4 separate regions of the Mus musculus genome follow, and regions 1, 2 and 4 are each linked to region 3. A link is a contact called in public promoter capture Hi-C data. All regions are on one chromosome and are shown on one strand. The core of a region is the stretch at or near the end of the contact, and the rest is flanking DNA. Distances in the headings are between cores, read along the strand shown. Region 1 holds the start of Tpcn2 (two pore segment channel 2). Region 2 holds the start of Utf1 (undifferentiated embryonic cell transcription factor 1). Region 3 holds the start of Ins2 (insulin II). Region 4 holds the start of Olfr525 (olfactory receptor 525).

The links. Promoter capture Hi-C pulls out the DNA fragments that hold promoters and counts their contacts.
Region 1: a contact with region 3 is called in a promoter capture Hi-C map of pre-B cells, with 3 times the contacts expected there. The contact joins the promoter of Tpcn2 here to the promoter of Ins2 in region 3. A contact is called at or near these places in 3 of 39 promoter capture datasets (hippocampal neurons, liver and pre-B cells).
Region 2: a contact with region 3 is called in a promoter capture Hi-C map of liver, with 5 times the contacts expected there. The contact joins the promoter of Utf1 here to the promoter of Ins2 in region 3.
Region 4: a contact with region 3 is called in a promoter capture Hi-C map of liver, with 2.8 times the contacts expected there. The contact joins the promoter of Olfr525 here to the promoter of Ins2 in region 3. A contact is called at or near these places in 3 of 39 promoter capture datasets (cranial neural crest and liver).

Annotation. Positions count from the first base shown.
Region 1 is chr7:145,281,766-145,288,863 of GRCm38.p6, reverse strand. Tpcn2 (two pore segment channel 2) reads left to right here and starts at 4,853. Exons shown (of 25, transcript NM_146206.5): 1 at 4,853-5,013. The coding sequence starts at 4,953.
Region 2 is chr7:139,940,719-139,947,264 of GRCm38.p6, reverse strand. Utf1 (undifferentiated embryonic cell transcription factor 1) reads right to left here and starts at 3,409. Exons shown (of 2, transcript NM_009482.2): 1 at 2,836-3,409; 2 at 2,153-2,738. The coding sequence starts at 3,391. The coding sequence ends at 2,275. It overlaps Kndc1 (kinase non-catalytic C-lobe domain (KIND) containing 1), which reads right to left. Exons shown (of 31, transcript NM_177261.4): 31 at 5,725-6,546.
Region 3 is chr7:142,674,947-142,681,527 of GRCm38.p6, reverse strand. Ins2 (insulin II) reads left to right here and starts at 1,802. Exons shown (of 3, transcript NM_001185083.2): 1 at 1,802-1,866; 2 at 1,981-2,181; 3 at 2,670-2,872. The coding sequence starts at 1,995. The coding sequence ends at 2,815.
Region 4 is chr7:140,318,863-140,325,110 of GRCm38.p6, reverse strand. It overlaps Olfr525 (olfactory receptor 525), which reads right to left and starts at 2,410. Exons shown (of 1, transcript NM_146956.1): 1 at 1,481-2,410. The coding sequence starts at 2,410. The coding sequence ends at 1,481.

The DNA of each region.
Region 1 (7,098 bases), core at 3,604-6,103, 2.6 Mb before region 3:
AATACAGACTAAATTACTCCCCAAGGACCCCATGTTAGAAGTATGTTCACAGGCTGGGCATAGTGTGTTAGCATTTTGTCTAGGCTCCGCCCCACAGTTCCCTGGCAACAGCCAGGTATGCCTGACTTACTATAAAAGGGGATGCTTGCCCCCTCCTCTCTCTCTTGCCTTCTTGCTCCCACTCTGTCTAATTGTCCCTTCCCCTCTCTCTCCCTCCATTTCCCTCCCCCCTCCCCGAGTGCTCACAGCCAGTCTCTACTCCTCTACTCTCTCTCTCTCTCTCTGCCTTTCTCGGTCTCTACTGCCCTCTCAACTCTCCTCCTCGTGCCCTGAATAAACTCTATACTATACCATCTCCTATGGCTGATCCCTCAGCATGGGCCCACAGAGGCACCCCTGTACTGGCTAGTTTTGTGTCATCTTGACACAGCTGGAGTTATCACAGAGAAAGGAGCTTCAGTTGAGGAAATGCCTCCATGAGATACAACTGGAAGGCTTTTTCTCAATTAGTGATCAAGGGGGGAGGCCCCTTGTGGGTGGTGCCATCTCTGGGCTGGTAGTCTTGGGTTCTATAAGAGAGCAGGCTGAGCAAGCCAGGGGAGGCAAGCCAATAAAGAACATCTCTCCATGGCCTCTGCATCAGCTCCTGCTTCCTGACCTGCTTGAGTTTCAGTCCTGACTTCTTTGGTGATGAACAGCAGCATGGAAGTGTAAGCCAAATAAACCCTTTCCTCCCCAACTTGCTTCTTGGTCATGATGTTTGTGCAGGAATAGAAACCCTGACTAAGACACACCCCCTTCCCCTACACCTGACTGCACATCCACCAAACATATTCCTTCTCTCTTTATTTTTATAAAACACAGCATAGCAACACACACTTTTGATCCCAGCTGTTGGGGTGCAGAGGTAGGTGGATCTCTGAGTTTGAGGCCTATTATAGACAGGCCTTTGGGGGACCCACTTGAAGTTTAATAATAAAGACTGTTGGTCTGTTTGCTGGGGCAGTCCCTCAGCTAGCCCATCTAAACTGAACCCGACACTTCATGATACTGTGTCCCAGCTATGTGGGCTTCTCCCTGTTCTCTCTCCCTGCTCTGATCTGTCCTCCTCCGTCCTCTTGGTCCTCCTGCCACACTCCTTACTCATGCAGTTGGTACCGAGGGCCACAGGGCCTGGTGAAGCAGCTTGCCCTTCCTTTTTGAGCAGGTGAGGAAGCAACAGACATTGACACACCCTGCCAGCCTGGCTCCTCGCCCAGCAGTTCACAGTAGAGAAACAGACACCTTCTCACGGCCAGTTGATACGGTACATGTGAGTTATCTGAACAGAGGCCAGCGTAGATAGCACTGAGTCTCAGGACAGCCAGAGCTACACAGAAAAAAACCTGTCTCAACAGAACAAAACAAAAGAAAAAGAAGGGAGGAGGTTTGGGGTCATAAAGAAAAAAGACCAACCACAAAGAAAATAATCCAACTGAAGTGCCCGGACAAGGCAAACTTGCCTCTTCATCAAGATGGTCCACTTGGGAAGAGGGGGCAGGCAGAGACAGGAAGTACATCTGATTTTTATTCTAACTCAGGTGGAGGCTGTGTCTTTTCTCCATTGGCTAAAGCCCAACCTCACAGTCTTATCCAATTGGCTAGTCTGAAGAGAACTGGTGTTCAGGAAAGGAAGGAAAGGGACAGCTCATGGCCCCAGACCATCAGATTCCCAGAACTGAGGGGGAAAAGGCTCACTGCTCCAAGCCATCAGATACCCAGAATAGAGTCGTAGATCTTTGTGTAAACAAAGCGATTACCAGGTGGGAGGATTGAAATATTTGCATAAAAGTCTTACAAGGTGGGGTAGATAAAAAGATTTTAATTCCTTGTCTTTTGTTTTGTTTTTCTGAGTTTCTGGGTTTGTCTGCATAGCTGCCCTGGCTGTCCTGGAACTCACCCTGTAGACCAGGCTGGCCTTGAACTCACAGAGCCTGAAGACTACAGGCTTCAGTTAACATGACTGACATCTAACTATCAGGCTTACTTAATGAAACCTTTTAAAAGTCCTGAACAATAGGCATAGACTCCTAGCTTAATCAAGAAACCTTGGAATAATCAGGAAGGGGCATATTCATGCGAGGCAAATGCTACACAGCCGAGCTACAGGGTCAGCCTCTTGTCTACTTTTTCTTTTTCTTTTCTTTTCTTTTTTTTTTTTTTTTTTTTAATTTGAGCACTGGTCCACCCTATCTATGGAAAATTTCATCTTTAAACTTTATGTTCTGTATCTGAGTATTTTGTTGGCATGCGTGTGCATCATGTGCCTAGTGCACCCAGAGATCAGACAGAGGCACTGGACCCTTGGAAGTGGGGTTACAAATCAAATGGTTGCCATAGGTGAGTGCTTGGATACCAGGTCCTTTGGAAGATCAAGTGCTCTTAGCCACGGAGACAACGCTCCAGCCCCCAGAAAATATGATCTCTAAAACGGAGTTAGATTTATTTATTATTTTGTATGCGTGTATGTGTGTGTGTGTGTGTATGTGAGTGTGTGTGTGTGTGTGTGTGTATGTGAGTGTGTGTGTGTGTGTGTGTGTGTGTAGTAGGGGTCAGGTGACCACTTTCAGGAGCTGGTTCTCTCCTTCTTCCACACGGAATATGGGTTCTGGGGGTGGGCTTTAGGTTTTCAGACTGATGGCAAGCGTCTTCACCTTCGAACTACCTCACTAGCCTGGGCTATATAAGACTTTTACCCATTGTGATCGTGCTTATATTAAATTAGATAGGTTTTTTTTTTAAATTACATACACACACACACACACACACACACACACACACACACACACACACGTCAAAATGAATAAATAAAATACATTTTAAAGAGACAGAGATTACCCTGAATCCAGGCAGGAGGATTGTAAATTGAGGCCAGCATGGGCTACTCAAGGGTCCAGTGTCTCTGTCTGATCTCTGGATGCACTAGGCACATGATGCACACGCATGCCGACAAAATACTCAGACACAGAACATAAAGTTTGAAATAAATAAATAGATAGATAAATAAATACTATAGAACTGTAAACTATTGTCAGTTTGAAAACAGCGTACCTAGTTTTAGTATCTCCAGATGAATGGGGCGTGAGACAAGGAGTAACCTCAGTACAGAACTGTGAGTGGCTCCACCCTGCTGTGCTGGCCTTGAACACGGTAAGCCTTAGGTCTTAGGTGGTGGCTTTTTGTTTGGTTGCCTTTTGTTTTTCCAAACAGGGTTTCTCTGTGTGTAGCCCATGCTGTCTTAGAACTCTAGACAAGGCTCAAACTTTTAGAGATCTGTCTGCCTCTGCCTCCTGAGTCCTGGGATTAAAGGCTCTGAGCCAGCACCACCCGGCTGATATATGTGCCTTAACTGCCTTCCCCAGGGGACAAACCTGTAGAGATGGGCAAAGGAGAGTCAGAGAGCAGGAAGTCTTGCGTCAAATGTGGAGGTGGTGCATTTGGAATCTGAGCATCCAATCTGTGCTTGCCAGCTGTGAAATGGGGGTGGGGGGGGAGGGATATAGTGATCCCAGGAGCTGGGAACCGTCTCAGGCACCCCAGGCACGCCTAGCAAGTGAGGAAGCATGGATCTCAGGCCAAGCTTCAAGAAAATTAACTCAGCCTGTCTCCTTGATGGGTCCACGGTGGGTTTTTTCCTCCATCTCTGAAGAATATCTCACAATGTGGCTGAAGACAGGGTTCAATGGTGAAATGTATTTGTCATGTAAATCTGAAAACCTGAGTTCAGTCCCTGGAACCGACTCCTGAAAGTTGTCCTCTGACCTTCAAGTACTATGTGGTATGTCTGAACCTGCCTGCACTTGTATATATACACAGACACGCACATACACATGAACACATACGTATACACACATAACAACAACAATAATAATAAAAGAAAAAATTAAAAAGATCCCAGTAGAGTGACCATACTCTGATTTCAGCCTTCTGAGGCCTCAAGAGATAGTCCTATCTTTGGACTTCTGATCTCCAGGCAACAGATTACAGCTCTCTCTCTCTCTCTCTCTCTCTCTCTCTCTCTCTCTCTCTCTCTCTCTCTCTCTCTCTCTCTCTCTCTCTCTCTCTCTCTCCTTCTCCTGGAATTAACTAGTAGTAGGCTGTTCCCAGACTGACATCAATCCTCAGGTCTCTGCTACCTGTAGTACTGGGATTCCATGTCTGTGCATCAACATACCCAGTTTCAAGCTTTAGTTTGTTTAATTTCTGGAGAAATTCAAGATTCATTTTTGTGGGGCATGACCTCTGTGGTCACTCCCTTGTTCACAGTACTCACATGCGTCAGAGTCACGCAAAATGCTTGCTTAAACACTTCTGGGCTTTGAGTCACACAAAATGCTTGCTTAAACACTTCTGGGCTTTGGGTGTAGCAGGGGTTGAGAGCTTGCCTGGCGTCTTATAAGGCTCTGGAAATAAAAAGCAAGCAAGCAAGCAAGCAAGCAAGCAAACTCAGTCAGTCAGTTACACATTCAGTCAGTCACTCAGACAGTCACTAAGTCAGTCAGTCAGTCAGTAAGTCCCTCAATCAATCAGTCAGTTATTCATTCATTCACTCAGTCAGTTATTCACTCACTCACTCACTCACTCACTCACTCACTCACTCACTCACTCACTCACTCACTCACCCACTCTCTCACAAGAAGAGATTCCTTCTGACATTCCTAGAGCTGGGACGGAATAGTAGTCATTTGCATTGATTGAAAAACTTCCTTGATAGCCTTAGCTTCTTTGCCTTCTGCCACTAGGTGCTGCAGAGAAGCGGAGCGCCACCCATTGGGGGAGGGGCTTGTTGCTTCCGCCTTCCAGAGGGATTTCTCCGTTCTCATTGGCTGTTGCTGGGAGTCATCACAGAGCTCCTCCTCCGGAACGCCTGGCTCTCGCGGCTGGGACCAGGTCCGGCCTGTTACATTGGTGGGATGGCGGCAGAAGAGCAGCCCCTTCTGGGCCGGGACCGAGGCAGTGGCCAGGTCCACTCCGGTGAGTGAGGTGTCACTTTCAGTTTTACTTTTCTTTTTTCCTTACTTTTTGAGACAGGGTCTCAAGTAGCCAGGCTGACCTTGAACTCCAGATCCTCTTGATTTGGCCTTCCAAGTGTTGGGGTTACAGCACCACTCTAGCTTCTTCCTCATTAGGGAGAAAAGCGTGCTCCAGCCCATGGTCCCCAGGCAGTGAGTGGCCGAACATCCTCTGAGAGCGACTTTGGAGCACTGCTTTGGCTGCTAAGGGCTGAAGCTGGTAACCTAAGGCCAGGGAGACTTCCTTCCTTGTTTTCTTAAGTGCTTCGGAGCCTTCTTTCCTTTTCCCTTCCTTGGTCAGGGACATTGCTGAGCCCAGGGAGAGTGGAGTTAGCCTCCCAGTCATCTCCAGAGGATGCTGGCTGACAGGCAGGAGGATATTCTTCTCATTTTCCAGATGAGCAAACCTAGGCAGAGAGAGGGGAGGGGGAGAGGGGAAGAGGGAGAGAGAGACAGAGTGAGTTGTGCCCTCCTCACCTCTGACCTACCTAAGGTCACAGCCCTGCCTTCTGGTGTGGTCACTGCCCTGTGTGTGCTGGTGGCCTGGTCATTCAAACTTCCCTTTCTGAACTTCCTTTCCTCCCTGTTTGGGAGCAGACTGGGTTGGCACACTGGCCCCTGTCTACCCATAGCCCGTGCCTTTTCACTGAAGAGTGAGGACATAGGGTCCGTAATAGGAGACGAGGAAGCTAGACACTGAGGTGACCACATGTCCACCTACTCCTCCCTCTCTGCTGAAACCACTCGTCAGGGACAGGGCATATGGTTCAGGGGACACATACTTGGTGTTAGGCATCTGGAACCTTTCTGGGGCTGCCAGTTGCTGAGTGTGGGTCTTCGTCGGGTTACTTAGCTGGAGTTTCAATACAAGGGGTAGTAACAGACTGGTGGGGTAGGGGACACATTTTGAGGATCCAAAGAGAGATTTTGTGGCATCCAGTGCGTGGGTCTTAACAGATGTCCATGATAGCAGTGCCATGCTGCTTCTAAGCCTTGTCCCTGCAGAGTGGACAAGCGACAGGTTTAGCTTTCTCTGTGGAGGCAAGACTCAATGCTGGGCATTGTCACACAAGAGACTCACTCTCTGGGAAGGCTGGGCAGTGTTGGATGAGAAACTCTGGAGGGTCTTTTTCCAAACACTGTGGTTTTGGGTAGGGCTGTTGAGAACCCAGACAACACTCTGTATTTGCATCTCCTAGACTGGGCTGTCTATGAGAATGAACCTTTCAGTCTCCAGGTCAGCATCCAGTGGGTGAGAATCTCCGCTCTGAGTTTGGCTGACCTGTGGTCAAACTCTCAGAGGGGGTAGATATTGCTGCAGGCCTGCCTTCCCAAGGATCCCAGGGGTCCCTACAGATGTGTCCTGCTAAACCAGGCCCACCTGACTGGCCCCTGTCAAAGGTTTCACAGAGTGGTTTTTATCTTGTTCCTGACTGCTGTAAAAGAGGGGGAGGCTGTTTATAGGCTTTGTGGGCTAACTGCAAAGTGGAGGACCGTCATCTGTGGGTACTGATGGGAAAATCGGGGAGGAACCTGTGCAGAAAGGTGAAGGACTTGTGCAAGGTCACACAGCATGCTGGATAGGGACGAGGAAGCTAGACACTGAGGTGACCACATGTCCACCCACTCCTCCCTCTCTGCTGAAACTAGAATGGCTGTGTGTAGAGAGAGAGGGGGGCAGAGCAGGTCTAGACCTGGCTGACAGGGAATAGAGGGTATCATGGGAGGACAGTGTCTGAGCCCCTGTTACTTTCCCTTACTTTGCCTCATTCTGACCCAATGCGTGCAGCAGAAGTCCCCTGGCTCTGATGTTTGGGGTTATAGGTGTCATTGCCACCTAGAGTGATGAGCTCAGGGGCAGTAGCCCTGGAGGGAGTCTGGACTCTCAAGTTGGGAAAGTTTTCTGGTAGACAACTTGATCAAGGGCTTACAGGCTCGGGAGAGCTAGGCCTCGCTCCGCTGGGTCAAGTTCAGAATGTGTGGGTGTGGCTGGGGTAGTGTGGCGAAACAGCAGGAGTGGGTGGGCAGAATGAGTTACCAAGTGGCA
Region 2 (6,546 bases), core at 2,160-4,659, 2.7 Mb after region 3:
AGCCTGGTCCTCAGAGTGGAGGGCTCACGTACAAAGCCTTTGCCTCAGGGATAGTGCAATAAACACTAGAGGGGAGCACCCTAAGGCTCATCCCCGGTTCTTAAAGGGGCTTGCTCCTAACTCAGGGTCAGTACTCAACAACTCAGTTAGGTGAGACTAGTCACTCGGCTCAGAAACTGGAAGGCTGCCCACACTGTCCTACTTGGTGTACAGACTCTATACTGACAGGCTACACAGCACAGAACTCTAAGCAGGAAGCACAGTTCACTGGGATGAGGGAGAAGATAAAACACCGCATTTATAAGGTCATTTCCATAAGCCCACTAGCTATAAAACTAAGGGCATTTCCATAAGCCCACTAGCTGTAAAGGTGTGCCAACCCCAAACCCACTAGAATGATGACAAATAAGTTTAAAGACTTAAGAAGTAATTGGGTTATGTCAGGCATTGTGGCCCATGTCTTTAGTTCCTCCTTGGGAGGCAGACAGATCTCTGAGTTGAAGACCAGTCTGGTCTACAGAATGAGTTCTAAGGCACACACACACACACACACACACACACACACACACACACACACACAGAGAGAGAGAGAGAGAGAGAGAGAGAGAGAGAGAGAGAGAGAGAGAGAGAAAGAGAAAGAGAGAGAGAGAGGAGACACTGAATTGACTGTGTTGGCTCACACCTTTAATACCAACACCCAAGAGAAGAGGCAGGCCAATCTGAGGTCAATTTGGTCTACATAGTGAACCGAAGGCCAGACAGAACTACACAGTGAAATTCTGTTTTAAAACAAAAATTCAGAAAGCAAGGCAGGTCAGATAAAGTATCAGCCCTAGTAAACACAAACACACACACACACACACACACACACACACACACACACACCCCAAAGCTTTTCATATGCTTAAGGCGATTAAAAATAGACAACCCCCACCCCCACCCAGTTTGAAGACTGAGGCAGGTTTGAGACTGATTCCTGCAGTGATCGCCTTGGGCTCTCCAGTAGCTCAGCCCATACCCTCAGGTGAAGTCTACTCCAAGCCCTGGGACCATCTTCTCCAGGACTAAGATTCCCATCTTAGTGTGGGTACATTTGCTGGGAAATACAATCTTTCACTCTGTAGACAGACAGGTCTCAGACTTAGAGATCCCACCGCCTCTTGGGTGCTGGAATTAAAGGTCTGCACCACCGTCATTGTCTAGGGGAAATAAAACTTCCGAGGCCCCTGGGCTGTATCTGGAGCCCCGGCCCTGTGGCTCCCAGGCGTTTGCTGGGGAGGCATTTGCAGAGTGGGCTCATCTCTAAGGTTTTAGCAACTTATTCTCCCTGTACAGTGGGATCCTTTCCAAGTTTGTCTCTCACAGAAGGGATCGCAGGACCTGGCAGGAGGTCCACACCACAAGTCAGTACCTGAAGGTCCATTCCAAGTCTTCAGAAGGGGAATTGTGACCTTGGGACCATCTGGATAAACTCCTCAGGACTTCCCTTAGCCAAGACTTAGTCTTTGGGTTAGCAGTAAGGGCCGGATGGGCCCAGAATTTGTAAATTGGAGCCTCAGGATGAGCCGTCATTGTTATGCTAGTGAAGTGCCGGCAGCAGCTTCCTTTCCTCTACCTGCACCTAAGCCCTCCCCCACTCTGACTCTCTAGTCCCTGAGGACCTTGGAATTTCAGCTTTGAAAGTTCTAGTTGGGCAGCTGGGCTTTGCTAAGTCCGTTGGAGTGGTTGATACCCAGGCCCCAGCCTCTCTCTATAAATCTGACACCTCCGAGGAAGTCTTCCAAGTTCTCCCCGACTATTCCGGTTCACACGGCCCAGAGTATTCAAACTGAGTTTTACTCAGGATAGGCGAGAACTTTAGGGATGTTTTACTTTACTCAATAGCATAATGCCTTGAGAGAGGCCCTTCTACTTCTTAGCCTACCCGCCATCCACGTACCTTATCCAGCCAGCCCCTGGGTTTCAATCACTGCTGACCAGTGGAGGGGTTCCGCACATCAGGTGCCCCAAACATCAGGTAACAACTGTGTACCACTCCGCCAAATCTTCACCGAAAAGATGCACAACTGTGGGGCGAGGGGCTGTGTCTTTTAGCCTCTACCCTTAGGGTTCCATTCTTACCGCGACCTGGAGTCCGAATTCATTCACAGGATTAAGTAGAAAACACAATCTTTATTTTGGTAAGAACCTAGGTTTGAGATGGGGATGGGGACAGTAACAGGGGTCGGGGTAGACTGGGAGTCGTTTCTGGAGAAGAGGACTGATAACAAAGCTTTATTGGCGCAAGTCCCCAAGGATGCCCCGCTCGGAGGCTGCACTGCCCAGAATGAACCCCACCGCCAGAGAAACGGTTTGGTCGAAGGAACCTCGTAGATGCTCCACGTGCTGGTTCAGGGTCGACAGCTGGTCGCGCAGAGGGCCCAGAACTGTTGAGATGTCGCCCAAGTGCGTCAAGGTCTGCAGCAACGCGGTATTCAACGACTGGGGAGCAACCTGCGGGGAAGAAGCACGGCCCTGGGAAAGGCCAGGAGGCTCATTCGGGGTCTCCACGTCGTGGTCGGGGGTTGGCGTCGGGGAGGATTCGAAGGTATGGCCCGGCTCAGGAGGCAGAGTGTCGGTGCTCGTAAGAGGAGGAGAGCTGGTAATGCGGTGGGCACCTGCAGACTTCGTCGTGGAAGAACTGAATCTGAGCGCAGGGGCAGGTTCGTCATTTTCCGCAGCCAGCGGCAGCTCGGCCTCTACGAGAGAAACGCGCGGAACGTACGGAATCCCAACTCAGGGCTCCGCCCCTCCCCAGGAGACCCAGACCCTTCTTGCCCACATGGCTGCTCCTACCTTGCTCCACCGGTGCAGGTGCGGGTGCTAACGCGGAGAGGGACGAGCGGCCGCGGCGCTGGGGACGTCCAGGGCCAGTAGAGCGGCGGCGAACCCTCGGCGGCCCATCGTCCCCCAATAGCCCCATGAGTTGGCGGATCTGGTTATCGAAGGGTCCGGACGGCTGGCCCTGGGAGTCTCGGAGTTTGTCCTTGAGGAACTTGTAGCGACGGCGGCACTGAGCGGGCGTGCGCCGAACTTGCTGACGGGCCAGTGCGGCGGACACGCGGCGGTAAGTAGGCAGAGTCTGCCTGCGGTCCAGCAGTAGTGAGCGCCACATGGCCGGCTGCAGCAGCGTGCCCAGAAGTAGCTCCGTCTCTCGGGCACTCCAGGGCGTGCGCTGCGCCGAGTCCGGGGACACGGGAGCCTTGGGCGAGCCGGGTTCAGCCATCCCGCCCGAAGTAGCGAAGGCATCAGACGTAGTCACCGGGACATCCCCGGCCGACCGCAGCTCAGCGTCGGGGCTAGCTGGCGACGGCGGAGAAAAAGCGGGCAACCTCCGGGGACGAAGCAGCATCCCTGAGCCAGGTAGAGGTGCGTGCACTCCAAGGCGTGGCCTCACCAGAGAGGAGGGCTCCTCCAGAGCCGCCCACACACGCTCTAAGGACCCCGCACCGCCCTCTGCGTCTGAACCTGGTCGTTGCGACCCTCCCATCGTCTAGCCGCCCCGCCCCCTCGCCTACCTAGTTCCTCTTGGCCTGTGCCTTGCTTATTCTAGCCCATCCCCTTTCTAGTCCTTTCCTTAGGGACCCAGGACCTGAGAACGGAGTTTTTTTGCCCTGCTACACAAAACAGAACGTGTAAAAATTTTTTTACTAAAAAAAAAAACCCAAAAAACCATTTAGGGCTAGAGAGATGGCTCAGTGGTTAAGAGCACTGACTGCTCTTCCAGAGGTCCTAAGTTCAATTCCCAGCAACCACCTGGTGTTTCACAACCATCTGTAATAGGATCTGATGCCCTCTTCTGGTGTGTCAAAAGACAGCGATGTACTCATATTAAGTACATACATACATACATACATACATCTTTTTAAAATAAGGCTTATTTGTTATTATACCTAAGTACACTGTAGCTGACTTCAAACACACCAGAAGAGGGCGTCAAATCTCATTACGGGTGGTTGTGAGCCACCATGTGGTTGCTGGGATTTGAACTCAGGACCTTCGGTGAGAGCACTCTCTTACCTGCTGAGCCATCTTTCCAGGCCCAAATAAATCATTTTTAAAAAGCATTTAATCAAGGTACAATGTAATAAGATCGAGTGAAGAGGGCAGATGGGAGGAGTCAGCTCGTTTGTTTTTGTTTTTATATTTGTGCTTCGCCCATTAGTTACTACTCATAAACAGCCTGTGAAAAGCTCCAGAAACACAAAACTCTGGCACCTTGTATGGCTAGTGCACCAGAATGTGTTGTTTATCTATGCAAATTGTAGACCCATCCTCTCCATTCTGCTCTGGCTGGGGGCTTTGGAAGATGGATGGATACATGTTGTATCTAGTTGACTCATCTAGCTAGGGAGGCCATTTGGGTGCTAGATTTGATAGCGATCAGCGGCTGCTAAATTGGAATCTTAGTTCACACACACTACAAAAAGGAATCTTTCTATCTATTAACAAAGGGTGACAAAGTATCAACTCTTCCCCTCAAGATTAAGACTAAGAAAACGATATTCAAAGTTCGTCTGAGTGTAGAATTCTTGGCCAATGTAGTCAAGACAAGAAAAAGGAACATCCTAAAAAGATGGCAAGTAAGTCCCTAGTAGCCCTAGTTTTACAGAGATCAGTGAAGTCAAAAGGAGTACCAGTCTGCCATCTTGCTTCTGGGACTGTGGTGGTCTCCTGCTGTGGGACCGAAGACAACAATGTAGCGCAAAGATTAGCGGCTGTTTCTTTAGTGATTTGTGACTAGGGGCTTGAACAAAGACCAAGGACCACTGGCTGTGTTCCTCATGACTGGGGTAGGCCAGGTCATCTCTACTTGCCATTCCAAGCCTAGCTTCCTGGGGACAGTATTCTGAGTTACAGCCTGTTGTTTTCAAGGTGTTTATCACCTGGTTCAAGCCCCCCATGTGATGGGATCTGGTGGCTCTGGGGACAGGCAGCTGGCGATGGTGGGACCTTTTTGTCCATTCAACACACCGTGTGGTCATCTCGAGCTTACTTTCAGTCTAGTGGTCTTAGGGTAGTTAAACTCCATCTGTGCTGGAGGCTTCCCTCAGGTACAGTGCTCAGGACTAAGCTCCAGGCTCAGCACAAGGCCGGGACCTGAGATGTAAGGTTCACTGAGCCTTTTGGGCCACTGGTTGCCCCCCGCCATTTTTAACTCTTTATTATCACCAGGCAGGTAACTCTATTGTCACTATCTTTCCTGTGTCTGGAATGAGTACACAGAGATGTAATCCACTCCCCACCTCCTTCATATCTTCGAGACACTGGAGGCTCAGGAGAGGTCCCAATGGGTGGCCAAGGGAACTGGCCAGCTCTGTCTTGTCTGCAGGCCAATCAGTAGAAACTGGTTGGGGTGGACAGATTACAGTAGGGCAACCGTCTCCTCACCCCTCCACAGTTGGTGCTATAGGGAAATGAGCTGTGGTCATCAGAGTCTTGGTTTTGGAGAGGACAGATGCATTAGAGGTGAGGGTGCCAGACCTGGTCCCTGTGATAAGGAGAGTGAATGTCATGCAGAATGGGGTATGACCTGGAAGTTTGGCTTTCAGTACTAGGCTGAGCTTATTTCCCATTGAAGCACCTGGAGATCCTAGGTGAGGTTCCCTTGCTCAGCCAAGAAAGACGTTAGGCTCAGCGTGGGTTTTGCTTTTGAAATCTACAAAATGGACCGTAGGACAGTAGCTTGGTAGAAATTACTTTATTTAGAAATCTGTACCTTGTGACATCAGGGCGCCATGCAAACAGTGCTGAAGCCAAAAGCCTGTTCACTTTCCCCACGCATTAAGTCAGCACCATTGGAATGCTGGTTTGCGCTGGACACCTCCTGCACTAGATACAAAATCTGAAAATGTAGGCGTTGATCAACAGAACATAATCCTTATAGAAAAGTCCCAAAACAGTAAGTTGCATATGCATGGCCAGGACTCTCAGTCCCGCTTACATCCAGTGTAAGCACGGTCTGGCGTCTCCAGCAAATTCCTGTGAGGAAACACCTCTCAGCATTAAAAGTCCAGCATTTGGTCACAAATCACAGCTTCCTAGAAATACCACTAGCTGCTTCACTACAAAATCCCTACTTCTAAAATACAGAACAGTCTTGGTCCTGTGGCAGGCAGGGCTTGGGTTGTTGCCTAAAGTGTCCGAACGGGAGTTTTCCCCACCTGCTGTTGTCCATCTTACTCCCAGCCCTCCTGGCCAGACGACCCCTTCCCAGTGAGCCAAAGCCCAGCGCCAGTTGTTGAGGATCCAGAAATCGAGATGTCTGATACCACTAAGGCAGCAGTTTGACTCACGTCTTTGTCCGTCTAACAAAGCGCTAGTGGTGTGCAGAGCCAAGGGAACACAGTGGATGGGTGTGCGCATGCGCAGCTGCTGAAGGCTGGTAGGCCGCTGCTTCTGGGGCCCACAGCACAGTAAAGAGGGGCTTTGCTCCCAGAGGTCCCAGGAAGGAGAACCTGCATTAGTGCTGCTGTTAGTGCGCAGTGTTCTTCCCCCTTTGCTAGA
Region 3 (6,581 bases), core at 553-3,052:
CCCAAGCAGACTGGGTTTCACTAACATCTGGAGAAAACCTAAGTCCCTTTAGTACCCTGGGGAAACTGTAAGAGTTTGAAAGAGTGGTGATATGGCAGGACCATGATGAGACTCTGAGGAAGATTGTAAGCTCCAAAAGTGCCTAGAGAAGGTCTTAACCCCACTGAGAAACTGAAGCTGTCTCTGGGAGCCCTTGCCTTCAAGGGTACCCTAAAACCTCAAAGAGACTCTGGGAAAGGCATCTGTTCAGCTGAGACTCTAGGGAGAGCCCAGAGCCACAGTGAAACTCTCATGGGGGAGAGAAATGGGGAGGTGGCGTTGCTGCTGAGCCACGTGAAGCCTTAAGCCGCAGGGAGACCCTGAAAATAGACTGTAAGCAACCTTGGGGTGGGGTAAGCCTGTTGCAGCGTTAGTGTATCCATGAACTCCTTTAAGATACAAGCTATGTGTCATTCCTCATGGAGACGCCGGAGAGTCTTGAGCTTACATGATGGTCCTGCGGAGGCCTTAAAGTCCTGTGGGGATGCTCAGGGTTGTCCCTGTGTGTCACTGAGACCTCCGAAAGAATTTAAATATCACAGAAAAAAAAAACATAAAGAAGACCTTAAGCCTTTTTAAGTTCCCAAGGAGAGCCAGAAGTGGTGGTATATAGCTCAACTTGGGAGACTGAGGCAAAAAGACTGACTGAGTTTAAGACCAGCCTAGCTACACCACAAAGCTCCTTTCTCAAAAGAAAAAGCTCCCAAGGAGGTTGGATCCCCAGTGAGACCCTCAGCAAGGCCCTCTGGCCTCACTATGGTCCTGAGGACACCCCTCCACACTGCCCTGATCTTCTTACCCCATCCTGCCTGAGCTCTTCACCTGCTCTCCTCTTGCATTCAAATATCTTCTGCTACAGTAGGTCCACTGGAGTCTCCCAGGTACCCAGAGTGTGAATGTCTGCAGCACTTTCTGGGGGACAAGGAGCAGAGAGCAAGGGACCCACAATTCGGGTCTAGTGTCTGTAAAGCCTTGCGGAGGGTAGAGTTCTAGTTCACACAAGGCACCAAGTGTTTTTGCTGGTTGCCTAGGAAACAGGACAGTGCCAAATCAGGAACAGAAAGAGTCAAGGAACCCCCAACCACTCCAAGCGGAGGCTGAGAAAGGTTTTGTAGCTGGAATAGAGCATGCACTAACAGATGGAGACAGCTGGCTTTGAGCTCTGAAGCAAGTATTACATATGGAGACTTGCTGGCCTTCAGGTGCTTATCTTGTTATTGGATACTGCAGGAGGATGTACCACAGGGCTTCAGCTCAGCTGACCCCCAAGTGGGATATGGAAAGAGAGATAGAGGAGGAGGGACCATTAAGTGCCTTGCTGCCTGAATTCTGCTTTCCTTCTACCTCTGAGAGAGAGCTGGGGACTCGGCTGAGTTAAGAACCCAGCTATCAATTGGAACTGTGAAACAGTCCAAGGGACAAAGATACTAGGTCCCCAACTGCAACTTCCTGGGGAATGATGTGGAAAAATGCTCAGCCAAGGACAAAGAAAGCATCACCCACTCTGGAACAATGTCCCCTGCTGTGAACTGGTTCATCAGGCCATCAGGGCCCCTTGTTAAGACTCTAATTACCCTAGGACTAAGTAGAGGTGTTGACGTCCAATGAGCGCTTTCTGCAGACCTAGCACCAGGGAAGTGTTTGGAAACTGCAGCTTCAGCCCCTCTGGCCATCTGCTGACCTACCCCACCTGGAGCCCTTAATGGGTCAAACAGCAAAGTCCAGGGGGCAGAGAGGAGGTGCTTTGGTCTATAAAGGTAGTGGGGACCCAGTAACCACCAGCCCTAAGTGATCCGCTACAATCAAAAACCATCAGCAAGCAGGAAGGTACTCTTCTCAGTGGGCCTGGCTCCCCAGCTAAGACCTCAGGGACTTGAGGTAGGATATAGCCTCCTCTCTTACGTGAAACTTTTGCTATCCTCAACCCAGCCTATCTTCCAGGTTATTGTTTCAACATGGCCCTGTGGATGCGCTTCCTGCCCCTGCTGGCCCTGCTCTTCCTCTGGGAGTCCCACCCCACCCAGGCTTTTGTCAAGCAGCACCTTTGTGGTTCCCACCTGGTGGAGGCTCTCTACCTGGTGTGTGGGGAGCGTGGCTTCTTCTACACACCCATGTCCCGCCGTGAAGTGGAGGACCCACAAGGTGAGTTCTGCCACTGAATTCTGTCCCCAGTGCTAACTACCCTGGTTTTCTTCACACTTGGGACATTGTAAATTGTGTCCTAGGTGTGGAGGGTCTCGGGATAACCAGGGAGTGGGGACACGTTTCTGGGGGAAGCTAGACATATGTAAACATGGCAGCTGCCAGGAATGAGTAAGAATCCTGCCTTAAGGGGTCCTTGGTGGTAGTAACTTGGGACATGTGACTAGATCCCAGGATAGGTACCTATTTAGGGCCCTCATAGAGCACTGCACTGACTGAAGATGAGTAGGCTTTAGAGGCCCATGTGTCCATCCATGACCAGTGACTTGTCCCACAGGCATGCAACCCCTGCCACCTGCAGGGGTTAAGGGGCGAGAAAACCTGGGGTAGTAGGAGGTTGCTCAGCTACTCCTGACTGGATTTTCCTATGTGTCTTTGCTTCTGTGCTGCTGATGCCCTGGCCTGCTCTGACACAACCTCCCTGGCAGTGGCACAACTGGAGCTGGGTGGAGGCCCGGGAGCAGGTGACCTTCAGACCTTGGCACTGGAGGTGGCCCAGCAGAAGCGTGGCATTGTAGATCAGTGCTGCACCAGCATCTGCTCCCTCTACCAGCTGGAGAACTACTGCAACTAGACCCACCACTACCCAGCCTACCCCTCTGCAATGAATAAAACCTTTGAATGAGCACAAGTTGTGTGTGTATGTGCATGTGCATATGTGGGACCAGGAGACATGAGTGGGGCTGGTAGGGTAGCCACAGCTTAATCTATCTATCTGCCTAGCCACAATAGCCCCTAAAAGATCTACCCAAGACTTCTTTGGTTCCCTCTGCATCCCCAGTTTTCTCCTGGCTCCCTGGGCACCTCCCACAGGTACCTGTTAGACCAAACCTGGAACATAGACAGTTCCTTTCCCCAAGATAACCAATACCGTCAGGTAGCCCATAACCCCCACCCTGAGTTGTCCGGGAGGATCATGACCCCCACCCCTGATGCTTCTAGCTGGATAGAGAAGAGCTAGAGGTCTTTGGAAGGCATGGGTGATGGCAGCTAGGAGCTGATAATTTATTGCTCTATAGCCTTGGATCCTCAAGGGCCCCAGAGAACTTTTATAAGAAAGAGGACCAAAATATTCCAACAACAGTTCCCATCTAGCCTTCCTGAGTTCTTTTTCCATAGCTATTTTAGAAGGACTCCCTGAATGGGTAGAAAGAGAGGCTTGGGACCTTGAGCTGGAAGGCCATGGAAGGCATTTTCAAAGAGATTATCCCAGCTCTGGGAGGACAGAGAATAGCCCCAGCTGCTCTCAGACTATCCAAGTGACTCTTAGTGCTCAGAAGAAGACAGGCATCCCACATGGGTAGGATGACGTACTGAAGGGATCCCATAAGCCCTGGGCATGAGCCAGAACTCCACTTCTCAAAAATGACCAGTTGTGAGTTCTAAGCAAGGTGGCCATGAGGAAGACCTAGGGTTGGGGCCTCCTACCACTTCTCAGCCCCTCCTTCCAGCTAGATAGGTTCCTTGAACCTAACTGCTTGGTAGTCCCCTAGAAATATTCTCAGTTCTAAAGAAAAGCCACAAAACAGCTAGATCTTTGGGAAATCTCAACAGAGTGCCTCTCTTTCACACTCTGAGCCCAGTTGGGTGCCACCTGTCCGGCAGATGAGAGCTTAGGGGCCTAGGGTGATCCTGGTTGCCACAAGGGCTGGCCAACCTGCCTGCCACCCAAGCCAAACCCATCTGTTCCTCAAAGCTCCACCCAGAACCAGGGTGGCAAGTCTCTGAACTAGACATAGGCCTCCTTGCTGGTACTTGTTGGCTGGGAAGCCTCCTCCAGCAGTGCTAAGAACCCTTCCTGGTCACCCCCTCTCTGTGACAATACCACAGCCCCACCTAGAGAAATGTCACAAGGCCATAGCCAGCCATCCCCCTGAAAAAGGAAGGCCAGAAATGAACATAATGGATGAGTGGATGGATAGACACTGGACCCAAAAGAAGAAAGAAGGAGGAGCCTGGGGTCATTCTATGGAACTCCCCAGGGTCTTGGGTAGGGTAGCAGATAGGGTACCCTACTGTTCAAGTGCCACAAACTTTCTGGAGGGCATATGAGTCACGGGTAAAGGGAACAAAAATCTTTGGGTCCTTGGGCCTTGTGGGGCGAGTCAAGCTTTTCAGGAAATGTGGTGGACTAGTGCTATGGGGTTCTAGAAACAGAAATATGGTCCAGATATCCAGATTCCTATCTATGGCTTCACTCCTGCAGCCTTTGACTCCGACCTCAAGGGAGAGGCAGGTTGCCCCAGAACCAACCTGTGCAGGCTGAGGCACATGCCCCATGCCTTCCTGAGGCATTCTGAAACTCTAGTTTAGAGCTCTACTTCCTACTGGCCTTGAGGAGAGGAAGCAGAATACTAGAGATGGACATGTGCTGTCTCTCAATCCCTCCAAGAGTGGACAAGAAGAAGCCACTCAAACTGAACCAGTGCCCAGGGAGCAGAGGTCAAACCGGATTCAGTCTTTGATCAGCATCACCCTGGGTGCTAACCCCAGACATCCCAGCAGAGGACTTCAGATGTTCCTTTAAGCCCTAGGTCACCCCATGTAGGTCAGTCCTTGACCTGGCTCAGGCACTCCTGCTGACCTTGCTGAGGCCCTTCAGCGCAGCCCTGCAGCACAGGAGCTCCCCTTGTCCATGGGGTCTGCAGTGATAACCATGTTTACCCAGCTAGCTGTGTTGTTGCTTTGGTATTTGAGATTTAGCTGTGTCTTATGGGGACCTCATTGCCTCTGCCTACCATCTGGAAGGCCAGGGTATTACTAAGGATAGCCAATATACCTCTTGCCTGGATTGATGAAGCAGTTCAGCTCCATATATATGGGATGGAGAGACTCATACTAATACTACACATGGGGAGATTGAGGCCTGGAGCCAGGGAAGCCACTCTTCTGCTATGCTCAGTGCTATGCTACTCACAGTATAGATTACCCAACACCTAATATGGTCTTCCAATGTAGCTGCCTAGAGGTTGGCTCCCCTAGATTACATTGTCTCCGGGTCCAAATGAGCTGACACCTCAGCCTAGCCCCAGGGACCTTATTTGCTTTCTTACATTATCAATAAATATTTACTGTACTCATGTTCTCTCAGGCTGAACAGGCCCTGAGTGATATGAGAGGTAGGGTCAGGGATGCTGAGGTCCATTTTTTACCCTTTGAGATCCTTATACCCAGCAAGGTTCTGAACCAAGGAGTAGGAACCAGATAGCTCTTAAGTCAACCCACCCAGAAAAGTTGTCACTAGGCAGCCTCAAGCACTAGTTGGTGGCTTTCTAGCCTAGATGTGAATGATGGAGACCCCTGAGGAGCCTTCCCACAAACTCAGATTGGGTGTCCCTCCGTGCAGATAACTACTGTTTTGGAGTAGACATTTGAAATCTAGATACCATAGCCAGAAATGGTTAGTCATGGAAGCGTCCAGCAGAGGTCACCAAAACCTTGCTTTTGAAGTACTACAACAAGTCTGAAGGGCTGGCTTATCATAGTAGATCCTTCTAGAGGCTGCATAGTGTCTCCCTTTGCTCCTCTGCAGTCACAGGAACAAAGAAGCTTCCCAAGACGCTGACTGCTCTAAATTGTGGAGAGTATGAGGTTTGGGAAGGAAAGACTGGATGTGCACCTTTGGGGTTTAGGTTTCCTAGATTCCCATGGAGGAGGAACAAATAAATATCCAGGTGTCTGCACCATTCCTAGAATGTCTCAGGTTAGAGTCATCTTCTACCTGTCTAGAATTACAGCTGCCTAGAGGAGAGTGTAGGAGGTAATCCATGCAACACCTCACACGATGGCTAAGCAAACAGGCCAGGGGAGCAGACTGTCTATTTCCAGCTGGGACCTTTGTGGTTCCCAGAGCCCTAGTGGACACAGAGACTGGGAGCCAGAAGATCCAGTAATCCCTTCCTTTGCTTGGAGTGTTCTTAGGCACACAGGCTGGAAGACAAAACTCTAGTTTTCACATGAAGTAGGGGCTACAGGGACCCCAGGGTGCAGGATGCTTCACGCAGAGTCCATCTGGGACAAGGTCAGCTCTTTCCCATGTCTACCTTCCGCTCAGCGCTGAGAAGGGAAGGTCATTTTTGAAAAGAATGTTGGGGGTGGTGTGGCCAGGGGTAGTCGAGCTGAAGAACAGTCTGGATGCCGTGTCTCTTTTCTCTTCCCCCCTCCAACTATTGTTTCTGGCTGGGCCACAGAACAGCAAGGCGGATTCCTTCGAAAGTGAAGCTGTGGAGGTGGCCCTGTGTGGTCCAGCCGTGCTGTGCTGGCGCCAAGTTACCCAGTGGCTTTGAGCCAGCCCCCTTGGAGTCACTGGCTCACTGCCTGGCTCCCAGGTATCCTGTCTC
Region 4 (6,248 bases), core at 1,161-3,660, 2.4 Mb after region 3:
TGTAGAACAGCCCTGGGTAAAACATCCTACATTAAAGGCTACCATCTCCACTCTCCTAGGAGACTTGCATTGCATAGCTCTGTGTATTTGCCAAAACTCAGTAAGTGATACACTGAGTCACTCATTTCACTGTCTGAAAATTTTACCCAAGCCAGAAAAACCTATAAACAAATGACTGCCTCTAATACGCATATGAAACTATTTAAGGGAGAATGAATTAATTGATGTTTGCAGCTTGTTTTGAAATGAGTAAAGTAGAGGGGCATGTGCATAAATAAATTAGGAAGTGGATATAGAGCAAGAACTCAACAGCAGAGCAGTGGGTACAAGATCACAGCTGCCCGGCTAAATCCTGACCAATTCACTATGCTTGAATTCTTTCAGTACGGAACTGTGGACATTAAAACCCTGGATACAGGGTAGAAAACACATCTCAGGACCAAATATGTAGGACCAATGAGATGGCTCAGCAGGTAGAGGTGCTTGCTAAGCCTGATAACCTATGTGGACTTCTACATCCTGCTTGGTAGAAAGAAAAAAGCTACTTTCTGTGGACTGATCTCTGAGAACATGAACACCACTGACATTAACAGGTGTGGTTGTACATGCGTCTGCTTGTATACTGAGTGGAGAGTATTGGGTCATTCATAGAGGCTTCCTAGGATCATGAGTGTGCCCTTGAAGAGAGAAAACAATCATGACATGGCAGGGAGTGGGTCAAAACAAAAGACTCTGACAAGTGTCTTGGAACAAGTGACTGGCAAAGAAATCAAGGTCTTAAAAAAAAAAAAAAAAAACAGCCACAGCAAAGGATTCAGAGGTGAAGAATCACAAGGCAACTGTACATTTGGAGGATGCTAGCAACAGCATCAAACAACACAGTGTTTATCATAGTCCAGAGGAGACTGTGTAGAGGTGAGAAGAGAGTCTAGGAGGATGCAGTGTGCAACAGCATTCAGAGGCCAGAGGGAGATTGAACTCCTACTCAGTCTGCAGAAGCTTCTGTCCAAACCAAGAAAAGTCTGGCATCCTCTACTATGACAGCAAAGCATCCCAACTGGAGAAGAAGAGATGTGTCAACCCACACCTTTCCTGGGCATTGCTGGTATGAGAAGCATATTGCTTGTTCTCTCTCCTCTCAGAGGTGTAAGGACCATGGTGCCACCAGACACACTTCTCAAGTCCAAACTAAGAGGACTTAGTCCAATATCCGGGTCTGGGTGATTTTCTCCAATGCATGATACCAAAAAGCTCTACGTAAGAGATAGCTACCCAGGATATAAACACACAGCCTACCCCAAACCTGGATGTCCTCACTTCCAAAAGAAAATGGCCAGTGGCTCCTCCAATGAGAGCACAGAAGATGTACATCCATATGAATTACCTATCTGTTCTCTGACAGGACATCAGATTCTCAGTCACACATCCCAAATAGTTCATCAACAGCTTGATCAAGTCACATTTGTTGCCTTCTGCCTCCTCATTGGAAACAGGGAAATAACTTTTTGAGGGCAACTTTGACATCCTTGTTCCTTAGAGAATAAATGGCGGGGTTCAGGGTAGGGCTGACTGCTGTGTACAATAAAGCAACTACTTTGCCATTCTCCAAGGAGGATCCGGAGCCAGGCTGCAAATAGGTGTAGATGACGGTGGAGTAGTACAGGACAACCACCACCAGGTGGGCAGAGCAGGTAGAGAAGGCTCGCTTCTTGCCCTCTGTGGAGCGGATGCGCAGGATGCTGGTGATGATGAAGCTATAGGATATCATAGTCAACAGAAAGTTGACCACACCAAAATAAACATCTGCAATGACAATCATGATGTTGTTGAGGGTGGTTGGGCTGCAAGACAGAAGCAGCAGTGTTGGGACTTCACATAAAAAGTGACGAATTTGGTTGGGGCCACAGAAATTGAGTCGTGCCATCAAGCCAGTGTGCACAGATGTGCTGGCTGCACTGATGACCCACACACTGCCGGCGAGCAGGACACAGATGGGCCAGCTCATCAGCATGCTGTAGTGCAGTGGGCGACAGATGGCCACATAGCGGTCATAGGCCATGGCAGTGAGCAGCAGCAGCTCAGCCCCTAGAAACCAGGTCAGGAAAAAGAGTTGGGTCATGCATCCCTTATAAGAAATGTGGCTGCTCTTACCCACCAAACCCTCCAGCAGCTTGGGAAGAACAGTGGATGTACAGACGATGTCCAACAGGGCCAGGTTTGCAAGGAAGAAGTACATGGGGGTGTGAAGGCTTGAGTTGAGGCTGATGGCTATGATGATGAGGGTGTTTCCTGCAAGAGCCAGGATGTAAAGAAGCAAGAAAAAGGCCAAGAAGAGAGCCTGGAGCCCAGGGTCCTCAGAGAGTCCCTGCAGGACAAACTCCACCACAGTTGTGTAATTGTTTATTTCCATTTGAGAGTGAGTCCTGGGAGTTACTGTGACACAGATGGGATGGTCAAGGAGACACCAGGTGTGAGGCAGCCATCATTTCACACTGGGTTCAGACAGCCGTGAGTAGGAGTGCTTCTCAATGCTCTGTTTCTGTAGAATTGATAACATCATCTCTCAACACAGTGTGACAGTGTGAGCATGAACTCTCCACTCTGTACACAGTAGACCCAGAACAGAAGGAACCCCTGCCTGTGATGGGCAATATCCATCTACAGCTTCTGTTTGATTTAACATAGATCATGCCCTATGATACTCTGAGAACTGGAGCTCCTTTCAGCATGTACACCAGGCAGCTAAGGCATACTAAGGGGCAGTCTGTTCCACAGCATAGACCTTTTGAACCTAGAGAAGACCAACCTTATCAAGGAGTGGGCCAGGGTTCTCAGAGGCAGGCATAAAAACAGTTCCAGGATGTATGTTTTGGGGTCGTGATAGATTCAGAACACGAAGCTGTTACAGAATGGCATGTAGGTGGTACAGATGGCCCTGGCTCTTGGGGAATGAATATAACCCTTTTGTAAATACCAGAACTGTCTATTTCTACGTGGCCACTCTAAATCACTCCCTTGAGGATGACAAACCCAGCGAGGACAACAGGTATCACTCACTACCCTGGGAAGGCTTGTGCCTGCCAGAGAAGGTATCAGGCTGTGCCAGGACTGGAAACAACATGAAAGGCATGGACCTGGCTTCACGCCAGCCCCCAATTTCTAGGCTATCACTCCTACCCAGCTTCAAGTCTATCTTCCCCTCACCTTATACACATATATCTCTAATCATCCAGGACTCTCCAAGCATATGGGCCTCTCAGGTAGAGAAGAATAGGAACTGATCAGCATGCAGAGAAAGAGCTCTGCCCCTTTCTACTATCTGATGGGAATGAGCAGGCCCACACCCATCCTGGAGACTCCATGAGTGGGATGTTGGCTACATGAAAACAAAGAAGTCACAAAGGGTATGTGAAAACAAAGAAGTCACAAAGGGTATGTGCTGAACAAGGAAGACACTTTCCCCCTGTGATTGCACAGATCAAGGTCTTTCTCCTACAGGGTGAACTTAAGAGAAGGACCTGAGCCTATGATTCCCCAACCCCTCCTATTGAAGAGCTAAGCTACCCATAGAAACTTCAAGACCCATACTTGTGCCCACAAAAGGAAAGATTTATCTGTGAGCCTTCCCTGCAGATCCCAGGGGCCTCATACAGAAGGCAGGGCCTCTCAACTGAACCCCCCAAATTCCCTCTGTCTACATCTCAACCCTAGTAACTGTCTGCTTCTAACTATTCAGGCCACAGGTGGCTCTGAGTTCTGAACTCTGTACCAGATCCACAGGAAACCACCATGCCTCTTTAGAGACCCAAATCTGCCTCAGAGCCAAGCCACAAGGCAAGATTTCTATTCATACTGATCAACAGTGCAGATAGGTCACAGAGCAAACCTACAGAGCCATGCATTTAAAGTTTCAAACTGTAACTATGAGTCAAAGTAATTCTGGTAACAGGTTTTTTTTTCATTTTTATATACTAAAATAGATCAAAGCAAAACCAAATCTCTTCTGAGAATTATCTCTCCCTCACAGAAGACACAGAAAGAAGAAAGAAAGGAGAGAGAGAGAGAGAGAAAGAGAGAGAGAGAGAGAGAGAGAGAGAGAGAGAGAGAGAGAGAGAGAGAGAGAGATGGGTACCCAAAAGGAAAGAGGGAATAGAGGAAGGAGCAACTCACATGGAAGGAGAAGCTGTCTGTGGCTGCCCATCTATACCCAAGATGTCTACATGTCATAGAGAACATACAGGATGGGCACAAAGCTATAACCCTGTGTCTCTTTTGTTTGCTCTTGACCTTAATGTAGGGTCTGCCCCATGGGGTGGACACTGAGGTTGCTAGGGAGTGGCCCACAGAGAGCAATTACCCACAATGAGGTAAACAGGAGTCCCTCTAGGCCATAGTCCCCAAGCTGAGACACCAGGACCCTAAGGCATAGAGAAAGCAGATGCCTGAGGTCATGTGCTCTAGGACACTGACCCCCTGTGGTGATTTCTACCCTGGGGATGCGTGCAAGACAGCTTGCCTGAGCATCATGTACCCTTGATCCCTGTAGGAGGATGTATTTCATGTTAACAAACTGTTCCTCAGCATAGTTTATTGGTTTCCCTCCCCTCCTTTTATCATTGCATCATTAAATTATCTTGGTGTGACATGGTCCTATTGATAAACCAACTCTGATCAGTTAATTCATCACTATCTGAGGACATAAATTGTAGGCCACTCTCATGCTTTGACTGGGAAATGCACAGTCATTATGGTAGATCACACTTGAGGTTGACCCTGAATAGAAGCAACTTTTCTCTGAAGTTTTCAAATCTTCCCATGGGGAGAGATTGTGTGAAAACTGTGGAGGTGAGGTTCAGCATGAATTACAGGACTTGAGGTCCACCATGTTCTGTGGCATGAGCCCTTGGCAGCAGATTGGCTTCCCTGTAAAGCCAGAAGACTCACAGCGGGGGTGAACCATCTCTTGTAGTCACAGATCAGTACACAAAGTAACCCGTTCAGAATCAGTCATTGCAAAAACTAATGGACCTAAAATAATCCAAACTCCACAAACCAAATGACCACTGGCCACCTTAAGTTCCAGATCCTCCAAAGTCCTTGAACTCTGTTAATATGCACATTATCAATCTCTCCTAAAATGTTACCTATTTAACAGAACAACAAACACAACACTTATAGCACAACTCAAGATTCGAACAATTTGTAGAGCACATTAAGATGAGATAAGAGCTTCAATTAAATTTGATCTTTCTAGTCAATCCACCATAAAGAGACTAATCTGAGTTATAAAACTAATAAGTAATTTAAGTCTGTTACACTGGTTTAAGGATAATGCGTAGTCCAAAACAAGTCACCATATTTATAGCATATAAGCCTCAAACCTAGGGCTAATTAGCTCATGGAAAACTGATGGTCGGTCATCTGCCCCTCACTGCCCTGGAGCAGCAGTCATCACAGAGCAGGGTACCCAGACAGCCCAGCAATGAGATGTGGTAGTGTGGCCATGGACCTAACAACTGCCCATAGGCCTGTGAGGACTCTGTCTTCTGCCTGTGAAAATACCATGTGGTGGTTTGGCTGCTTTAATGGCCACATGCAGTGAAGGACATTAACAGCTAAAAGCTAACCAGCAGGGAGGGGCTGTAGGGTCAAGAACTTGAATGAGGTGGACAGCCCTGCAACTGGCCTGTACTGCTCCTTGAAGCAGCCCCCCACCACCACTTCAGCTCAGGTATGACAGCACAGAGTACAGGAGGCTTTGACTCTTCAAAGAAGGCACAGTAAGCCACATTTTTCATTTTTATTTAGGAAGCAACTGTAGGACTATCTCCTACACAACCCCAAATAGGAAAGAGGGCTCAGAAGAGGAAAGCTAGGGGGAGCTGGTCATGGAGGCTCTATGAAAGCAACTCTGATGACATTAGATGAGCTCCTGCAGAACACACAGCAACATGTTATCCATAACACACCCAGTGCATTAGAAGGACTGACATTGCATGTAGTAAAGTAGGAGCAGCCTCTGTTTGTCATCCCTCTGGGCGATGGGGTTATACACATCCATCATGGAGTTAGGTAGGCCTGTCTGGGCTACCTCTAAAGAGAACAGCACTTAGAATATCCCCATGGCTGTTTTCTCGTGAGAATTAAATTAGAACTGATTTGAAGATGACCTTGGGCTCTCCTGTTCAGTAGGATAGGATGGCCAGGCTTTGGTTCATCCCATTGCTTGTGGTTACAGGAGCTCCACT